2 separate regions of the Triticum aestivum genome follow, and region 2 is linked to region 1. Evidence: chromatin contacts called from public Hi-C data. All regions are on one chromosome and are shown on one strand. The core of a region is the stretch at or near the end of the contact, and the rest is flanking DNA. Distances in the headings are between cores, read along the strand shown. Region 1 holds the start of LOC123165559 (formate dehydrogenase, mitochondrial). Region 2 holds the start of LOC123164389 (L-gulonolactone oxidase 2).

What was found. A called contact is a pair of places that touch in the nucleus more often than the background predicts.
Region 2: a Hi-C map of leaf shows a contact between it and region 1, with 3 times the contacts expected there. The contact joins the promoter of LOC123164389 here to the promoter of LOC123165559 in region 1. A contact is called at or near these places in 2 of 5 Hi-C or Micro-C datasets (both in leaf).

What each region holds. Positions count from the first base shown.
Region 1 is chr7D:195,612,005-195,616,727 of IWGSC CS RefSeq v2.1, reverse strand. LOC123165559 (formate dehydrogenase, mitochondrial) reads left to right here and starts at 2,535. Exons shown (of 6, transcript XM_044583225.1): 1 at 2,535-2,757; 2 at 2,868-3,039; 3 at 3,759-4,299; 4 at 4,383-4,507. The coding sequence starts at 2,689.
Region 2 is chr7D:195,956,738-195,961,460 of IWGSC CS RefSeq v2.1, reverse strand. LOC123164389 (L-gulonolactone oxidase 2) reads right to left here and starts at 2,211. Exons shown (of 1, transcript XM_044581832.1): 1 at 200-2,211. The coding sequence starts at 2,145. The coding sequence ends at 382. LOC123164390 (protein enabled) reads left to right here. Exons shown (of 6, transcript XR_006482381.1): 6 at 1-111.

The sequences.
Region 1 (4,723 bases), core at 1,286-3,785:
CTATTGACCCAAGACATAATTCGGAACTGATTCATATAATGCAATATCCGAGACGCCGAGCACATGAGATAGAAAATAGTGCTGGAATGATGCTCGGGCGAGTTTTATAGTCGAGCCCCTGGTCTATTAGCCAATCACATATACAGAAAACATGTATCGAACTAGTTTGTTTTGGCGTCAAAGAGCGGGAAGAGCTATGCAACATACATGACTGCAATGGGATCATGAAGAATGGTCTTTATTTCTGATGAACTCGTGACATCTAATCGTACAATCCGAACTGCTGAAGCAACTGTTATAGATACTTTGCTTGAAAATAAACTTTACAGAGGCACATGTGCTCTCAATTATTCCCCGGTACCCCATCAAATTTGCACGTGTGTTTACATTGGCACATCTTGTTAGTTTTCCATATGAAAGTTGTTATTGTTTTTACAAGATATAAAGTTCAGAGTTCTTATTCGGGTTAAGACTGCTGGTGAACCACGCGGCCAAGATGACATCATCCACCGATCTCCCAGTCATGGACGTCTCTTAGATGATGCCCCCAAGGAAGAGAAAAGATGTGATCGATCTGAGGTTTCCCTCCAGAGCCAAAGCCATGGGAAGGAGGGACACACCTCCATTACGACGCTTCCAAGAAAGGTCGCGACACCCGTGGGCGCCGCCGGCGATGGGTTCGATGAGGATTAGAGCAGGGATTTCTCTCGAAGATGCGTGCCACCCCCGACCGCCGCCCACCAACCACCACCCTGTCGAGAGAAAACTCAAACCGGATGCGGGATCCCTCGATCCAACGCAACTAGACACGCACCACCACCCTGCCATAACCGTCGTCCACCACCGTAGCAACCAACTCATGCATCGCAAGGAGCAGCACCCAGATCGAAGAATTAGCCCTCACAAGATCCAGACCAAAGCCACCCGAGCGAGTCGTAGAGAAGCTAGCGGGACTGCCACCCGCAACACACCTCGCGCTCCAGAGTTGTCGCGCCTTCCATGGCCAGCCAGCCGCCGCCGTGCCCAACCGTCAATCCGCGCCCCACGCGCACATCCGGAGTCGAGCGCTGCCACACCCACCTCGCCACGCACGCCGTCCACGCAAAGGCCATGTTGGGAGCTCTGATCGAGGCCGTCGCCCGAGCGGCCTATCGCACCATGCCGCGCCTCAGGACACGCGCACCGCTGCCCATAGAAGACCGGATATCCCCATCCCCTTTGGGAGCGAGGCTCGCCGCTACCGCGGCAGGGGCCAGCGACAACAGCGGAGGGGGGAGACGACGGGGGGAGGGCCGTCAGTGAGTCGCTAGGTTTCCCGCACACCACTCGAGCTAGGCGACACAGGGGTCAGGTGGGGAAGGGATGTCCATGCAAAAATATTCAAAGCATCACTCAAAGTAATTCCTTAGAGCATATCCAATAGATGATGTATATTTCGTGATGTAAAAGTGCTAGATGTAATATTCACATCACCAAAAAGTGTGTTTTACATCACCAAAAGCACCCAACTCCAACAGATGATGTAAAACTAGTGCTCCAACAGATGATGTAAAACTAGTGCCCCAACACGCGACGGTGCGGCGGTGGCTAAGCGGGTGAGCTCAAAATCGCGCGGTGACCGAGCGGATTCGAGGCGTGGGGCTCCCTGCCGGCGGCGCCGAGGGAGGAAGGGTAAGGAAGCCGGATGCTGGAGGACAACGACGGAGGAGCTCAAATCAAGCGGCAGCGAAAAAACGGTGGATGCAGTGATTTGCAGTCAGCGGAAAAGTGGCGGAACCGGCGGCGACGGGGGTGGGGAGGCCGGATCTGGCGACGTGGTGCAGAGGGACGCAAGGAGCTGGCCGCGCCGCGCGGAGGGGGGGCGGGGGAGGAACCAACGGATGGGCATTTACGGGTGGCTTTCAATTTTACATCTAGGGTGGTCAGGTGATGTATATTTGCATCACTTGGTGATGCATTTTACATCCGATGTAAATCCAGATGTAATAAAATACATATCTACATCATTCGATTGAAGAGTTTTTTTAGTCTAAATGATGCATATTTCGGTTATTTTATCTACATCATCTATTGGTGATGGAACTCTGAAGAGATGAAAACCAAAGCTAATGAATTTAAAAAGGAGTTTGTGCTCCCAACCACCACTCCCCCGCTTGAAGATCATGCACGCATGACTCACACAAACATTCGTCGAGGTGGCAAGAAATGTGCGTTCCTAGCGCCAGCAGTGGTCCGGTTCATTGATCCTTCACCACCTTCTCTCCCCACCGGCCGCTAGCTAGCCACGGCACAGATCACGGCATCTTCTCGCCCACTTTTCGACTGGACAACTACTTGGCACTTTCATCGGCGCAGTCCTTTTCCTACCAGAACAAAAGCCAAAACAAACCACTGCGCACGCGACACACAGACACGTGGGGCATCACCGAAAGGCGGGCCCACAGGTCATGCATGCCCTCACGCCTCCGTCCGGGACCACCTCCGCCGCGCGGCGCAGGCCCCGGTCCACGTGTGGGCGGAGGCGGTCCACCTGTCAGCGTGACGGCGTTGAGGCTTTATCTACCCGTCCCGTCCGGCCCTCACTGTGTGTGTCATCACTCCCATCGCCTCCCCTCTTTTCCTCGCTCGCCGTTCCCCGTGAAGTGATTGGCAGATTGCTTCTCCCTCCGCCGGGATCTCTCCGTCCCCATGGCCGCGATGTGTAGGGCCGCCGCGAGGCAGCTCGTCGACCGGGCCGTCGGATCCAGGGCCGCGCACGTAAGTTTTCTCGCTCGGTTTGATTCCTGCAAGTTTTGTTTACTGAAGAAGTACTACGGTCGGGATTCTGAAGAATGCCGTGTTTTGATTTCTGTCTTCCCGTTCTGCAGACGTCTGCAGGCAGCAAGAAGATCGTGGGCGTGTTCTACCAGGCTGGCGAGTACGCCGACAAGAACCCCAACTTCGTCGGCTGCGTTGAGGGCGCCCTCGGCATACGCGACTGGCTCGAGTCCAAGGGGCATCACTACATTGTCACCGACGACAAGGAGGGCTTGAACAGCGGTCGGTACCCAACATCATCCCAATTCTTCTCATGTTTTTCAATTTCCTATAATTTATTATTATTTTGTTAACGATTCTGTAATGCAATTCATGTGCTTCCCTGTGTGAACAATTTGTGAATACATTGTACTATACATCAGATACAGATCTCAAAACGCTAAACGTAGTGAAGTTGGCAGGAATGGTCAAAACCTGTATCGAACTCTTTACTGAACAGATATGTAGTAGTGTTTTACTGAACAGATATATATCAATTCTGAATTATCTGGGTTACTGTGTAGTCTATAATGCTATGAGTAATCCGACTGCCCTCTTTTTGAGCTGATGACAGCGAAGAGTAATTTTTATCTGTTCCGTGTGAAAGGGGAGATTTGCTCCTTATTTGGCTAAGCAGCGTGTTTTGATTTTTTCTAATAAGCAGCCGTGTTCTGATGAATCGATTGACAGACAATTGATGGTTTTCGTCTAGTTTATCACAATTTCCCAAACTAATTGGAGGTATCCACATCATGTGAGCTTTGCTGCAGGATCAGTTCAAAAGCTTATATATATTCCAATCTAGCTTGTATGTTTGAACCCTGTATAAGTGCTTGTATGTTTGAACCCTGTATAAGATGAAATTACTATGATACAATCTTATTATTATATGGTTTTATATCTCTGATTATTGTTATCTGACTCTTAACTTGTGAATAAATGATTGCTGTTCTTGTCCCCAGAGCTGGAGAAGCACATTGAAGACATGCATGTTCTGATAACCACCCCATTCCACCCAGCCTATGTTACTGCCGAGAGGATCAAGAAGGCAAAGAACCTCGAGCTGCTTCTCACAGCTGGGATTGGCTCGGACCATATTGATTTGCCAGCTGCTGCTGCTGCAGGCTTGACAGTGGCTGAGGTTACTGGAAGTAACACTGTCTCTGTGGCAGAAGATGAGCTCATGCGCATCTTGATTCTGCTCAGGAACTTCTTGCCTGGCTATCAACAGGTTGTTAAAGGTGAATGGAATGTTGCAGGCATTGCCCATAGGGCTTATGATCTTGAGGGGAAGACCGTCGGAACTGTCGGGGCAGGTCGTATTGGCAGGCTCTTACTTCAGCGCCTTAAGCCCTTCAACTGCAACCTGCTCTACCATGACAGACTTCAGATCAACCCAGAGCTTGAGAAAGAAATTGGGGCGAAATTTGAAGAGGACCTGGATGCTATGCTTCCAAAGTGTGATGTCATTGTGATCAACACACCTCTTACTGAGAAAACTAGGTTTCTATTCATCACACTCGGTTCTTTTCCATTATCTTCTAGTAATATACAGTTCTCTAAATTCTGTTTGGTCCTTTCTTCAGAGGCATGTTCAACAAAGAAAAGATTGCAAAGATGAAGAAAGGTGTAATCATCGTGAATAACGCTCGGGGAGCAATCATGGATACCCAGGCAGTTGCTGATGCTTGCTCCAGCGGTCACATTGCTGGTACAATTCTTTCACTTAATCAGTCTATCTTAAGCACCAGTATGCTGCAGGATGTGTATCTAACTCTTGCTGTTGGGGTCTATGAAATACATCGTTTTATTTAGTCTGTCATACTTTGCATTTATCTGGGGTAATATGATAAAATTTCGAAATCAATATAACATAATGCAGTAATGTCAGGTACTCAATAATGCCAGTTTGTAGCTAATTATTTCT
Region 2 (4,723 bases), core at 962-3,461, 350 kb before region 1:
TATTTGCACTAGAAGATAGATATTTATAGTGGTCACAATAACTGAATCTGTTGTGTACTACAATATTTTTATTCAGAAGAAGACATGATTATATGTTTTTATGTAGTTTTAGTATCTGAGTCGAACTTTCTTAATTTGTAAAAAGATAGTTGTAATTGATTGAAGAAGCGTGTTACCTGAGAACCGAGGATCTGAGATGTGTGGTAGCTGAGACATGCATTGTTCTCGGTTATTTTAGCACCATGAGTAGCATTTTTTTTCTTCAAAAAGCCCGTGGCAACGCACGGGCGTTCTACTAGTCCTCATAATAAGCGAAATCAAATAACAAAAGGCAGGAAAAACGCTAGCGCGGTTGGTTGCGCAGAATCTTCAGAAGCGAGGTCACGGGTTAGCACTTGTGGAGCAAACCCTCGCCTCGCCGTGCACCTTTCCTGGACGGCAGAAGTAGCCTTGCTCGGGCGCACAGTGCGAGTCGTCAGAGCAAACGCACAATCCTTCCACCCCGCAGCCCTCCTTGACGATGTTGGGGCTCCCATTGATGCCGAGCACCTGGTCACTCCACTCGCTGGAGAAGAGCCCGTCGGGGTCGTACCTGTCCTTCACCCTGAGGAATTCATCAGCTTTCGGGTACTTCGCGATGGCGCCGTCGAAGGCGAAGTTGCGGTTCTTCCCCCAGTGCGGGAGGCCGCCGTACTTGTGCAGCGCGATCTGCTCGATCTCGTCCACCACGTCGGCGTGCGCGCGCGGCATGCCGTCGGTGCGGCTCCGGTAGGAGACGATGTCGAAGTCGACGGAGTCCTCGGGCTTGCCCAGGTAAGCGGAGGACGCCTTGACGTAGCGGATGAGCACGCCGAACCTGGTGTCGATGCCGGCGCAGAACGTGTCCGGGCTGAGGTCCCGGAGCCGCTGCATCTCCGCCACGAACGCCGGCGCCTTGGAGAGCGCGATGCTGAAGTCGGTGTTCTGGGAGAAGGAGCCCCGGATGCGCGGGTCCCAGGGGCAGCTGGTGTTGAGGCCGTCCTCCGGGCTGTTGATGCACGTGCCGGACGCCTGGATGCGGTGCTGGTACCCCACCACCGGGTACCCGGTGAAGTTGAGGCCGTCGTTCTTGAAGCCGTAGGCCTGCCGCTCCAGCGAGTCCGCCTGCAGCCGCCCCGCCGCGCACAGGGCGGTGTCGTTGGTGCTGCCCTCCTGCAGCCGCTCCTCGGCGGCTCTGCCATTGATGAGCAGCCGCGTGGGAATGGAGCGGCCAAGGAGCGAGTCCCAGAGGCCGTCGCCCGGCGACGAGACGTCGACGCGGTCGTCCTCGCGGTAGAGGACCTTGCGCTGCTGCGGCAGCCACGCCATGTCGCCGAACTCGTGGAGGCGGCCCCAGACGGCCACCTGGTCCGCGAAGTCCGAGTCGTCGCGCGTCACGAACGTCACCGACCGCTTGAACAGCGGCTGCAGGGCCAGGGTGACCTGCGAGACGACGCCGAGAACCCCGAGGCTGACCTTCGCCGCGTCCAGGTCCGGGTGGTCGGCGCCGAGCTCCCTCACCACGGCGTACCCCTTGCTGGCCGGCGCCGGCGTCACGATCCTCAGCCCGACCACGTACTCGTGCACGGCGCTGCCCTTGCCCCACACCGAGCTCCCGTGCGCGCCCGTCGACAGCAGGCCCCCGATGGTCAGGCCGTACCAGTACGGCGAGTTCGGCAGCGACAGCCCCGCGGCGCCGGCCGCCTCGACCAGGTCACGGAGGACCATGCCACTCTCCACCGTCATGAGCCCCTTCTTCGCGTCGATGCGCACCGTCCGGTTGAGCCGCTCCGTGCTTATGATGGCGCCGTCGAGGCCGCCAGGGCACATCAGCTTGGGGATACTGTGCGAGTACCTGGTGGCCACCTTCATCTTGCGCTTCGCGGAGGCCGCGGCCGCCACGGCCCCGACGAGCTCCTGCTCGGTGCGCGGGTAGGTGACGCTGCGCGCGCGGCAGACGATGCGGTCCGGGAAGGAACCGACCGAGTTGGTGACCGTGCAGTTGGACGTGCCGTCCGTGCAGACCACCGGCTCCGGAGGAGGGCTGCCGCCGGCGAGGTGGAGCAGGATGGCTAGAAGGAGAAACGAGAGCATGCTTCCCATGGCTCTTCTTTGTCCTCGCGACATCGTGTATGATTCTTACCTACTACTGCTTTGCTTGTAGCCATTGGACAAGGCAGGGCCTTAAATAGGTTGAGCACCATGCTGTCACACACCCGTGCGATTTTGTGTGTTAAAAAATCCCTGCATAACATGAATTGGTCCTAGCTATTTTCATCATGCGTGAGCGAAAAACTGCCTAGTGTTAGTAGGTGGCAACTCCTAAAGTTGGCTATTTTCATCATGCTTGTAGCCATTGTAAGCAGATGGCAACTCTCTCTTTACCCGAACATGTTATTTTGCCGTGTCTTTTTGTAGTGCTACATGGCAACTACCTGGTGTTAGTTTTCAAATCATGGCAACTGTAGTAGACCAGACCATACATGGCAACAGCTGCAGTTGTCCAAAAATGGCATCTGGCACTTGACCTGAGATGACAATTGCAGTTGAGCAACCATGACAACTGTAGTTGTCAGACATGGCAACTATAGTTCAGCAACATGGCAACTGCAGTTAAACGAACATGGAAGAGGGTCCGGACCATGGCAACTGCGGGGACGTGTGGTGACTGTCACGCGGGGCGTGCGGGACCGTGAGGTAGGAGGCCGGACGTACGGGCGTGTGGGCGTTATCTATTTTGCCCATACGTAGGCGTGTGAGAGGGACCGCGAGGCAAAAGACCGAGCGTGTGGGCATTACTTGTTTTGCCCACACGTAGACGTGTGGACTGGTTCTCTTGATACCACATGAAACGTGTGGCCAGACCCCTTAACGCCCACACCCCTTAACGCCCACACGTGTGGGCGTTATCAGGACCCTAGATCTATTACTACAGAGTATAAAAGTTCAGCGGGCGTACAAAGAAACCCTAACATAATAAGAAAAAATACACCACCCTGGATCATTGAACGGTCAGTACCGTTGCCAAAAACGAGTTGTTGACTCGCCTCATCGCCACTGTCATTCCGAAGCCAGACTGACCTTATCAATGACAGCCGAAATATATATGTGCACGTGGCCCTAAGGACCAGCGCCCTGGAGCCTCAGCTTTTTTCATTCAACCCTTGAATCGATCTGAAGTGATTGACTCCATATATCGCAATCGCCCATGTACCATGGGAAACCATAATCTCGCCACCCGAGGAGATAACCTAAATCTACGCTCGAGGTCGCGTGAATTTGAGGAGAATCAAAGCCTGAATGACCAGCTCAAAGATGAAGTGTCACCTTTGTAAGGACTAAAAATAAAATCTTAACCCAAACTACTAGCCGGAACTGAGGCGTCGGGATTCATCTTCCCACTACCGAGTGGCAAGCAGAAAGAAGGCGAATCCACATGTTGACCGGTGAAACTCAGAGGGGAGAAAACTTTGCCCTAGCCGCATACGCGTGAGCGAAAGGAAAATATATCATAGCATGTGGACATGCATAATTTAGGTAGCAAGGCATCAATGCCATCGGTGTTGCGTGCTCATGGGAGCAGTTCAAGCAAATTTAAGCTGGAGTATATTGTTTACACCTAATTATGAAATGATGCCACTATGGTAGGCAATTTGGCCTGAGTAACACCATTAATCCTGAGCGAAGAGCCGTTAAACCACAGCATATTAGTTAGGAAACACCGCATGTACATGTCACTTGTCTCAAGTCTGAACTTCCGTCTCGAGGATATTCCATTCCGTCGTTAAGGGGTCTTCAACAACTTCATCTGTCTCGGTGGTTGCAAGTCAACCCCTTCGATGTCAAAGCGGGCGAAAAAAGATAAGTCAACTTCGTGTTAGCGTCATTGTGCGGTCTTTTTAATCTGCGTCTATTCATAAGTTGTATGATAGAAATGTCTTCGAACCTCAACCCAATCATACTTCTTCCAAGGCGCACTCCATCCTCTTCCAAACTAAAAATTGCACTGCTAGCATCTTCTTTGTCCTCTCCGCCTCCTACCGACCAATTTTGATACACTATTGTTGCGGTTGTGTGATGGAGTTGTTTGTTAGTGACATGGGCATTTTGATCTGCAAAATGAGTACGCGTTATTGGAGATGCCCCAAAGCTGCGAGGGTTCAAGTGCTTGACAGTGTGCATGTTTTTTTTACGCTAGTGTGAATGTTTTCTTTAAGAAGAAGTGTCTGCGGTTGACCGTTTCAAGCAAAAATAATGAGTTAGCCTAGTACAATCGATGGCTTGGGCACTAGGCGACACATCTTGAAAAAGATGCTCGCAGCTTCGGTTGAACTGTCGCCCTACGCGCCGCGCCGGCGGCCGGCCATGTTTGTTGTATGCAGGAACCAGGAAGGATGAAGGGCACACGCCAGTTGGGACTTGAGAGGCTCCTTTGATCCTTTCCGTCCGGCTATACATGCACCCTGCCAGTACGCTACCCAGCGGATTGATCACATATGCCATCAGGCTATACATGCATCCTGCCAGTACGCCACCCACAGGATAATCACATATGCCAACGCCGGTGATGTCGCGTTGAGGGAAAAAACATATCATTGTATTCGTCGTCAAATGAGGTTGTAAGCGTTTTTATATATAATAATGGGAGGTTAATAACTGTGAGACTCACCCAAACCGTCAATAAAGAGCCCCCCCCCCCCCGCGC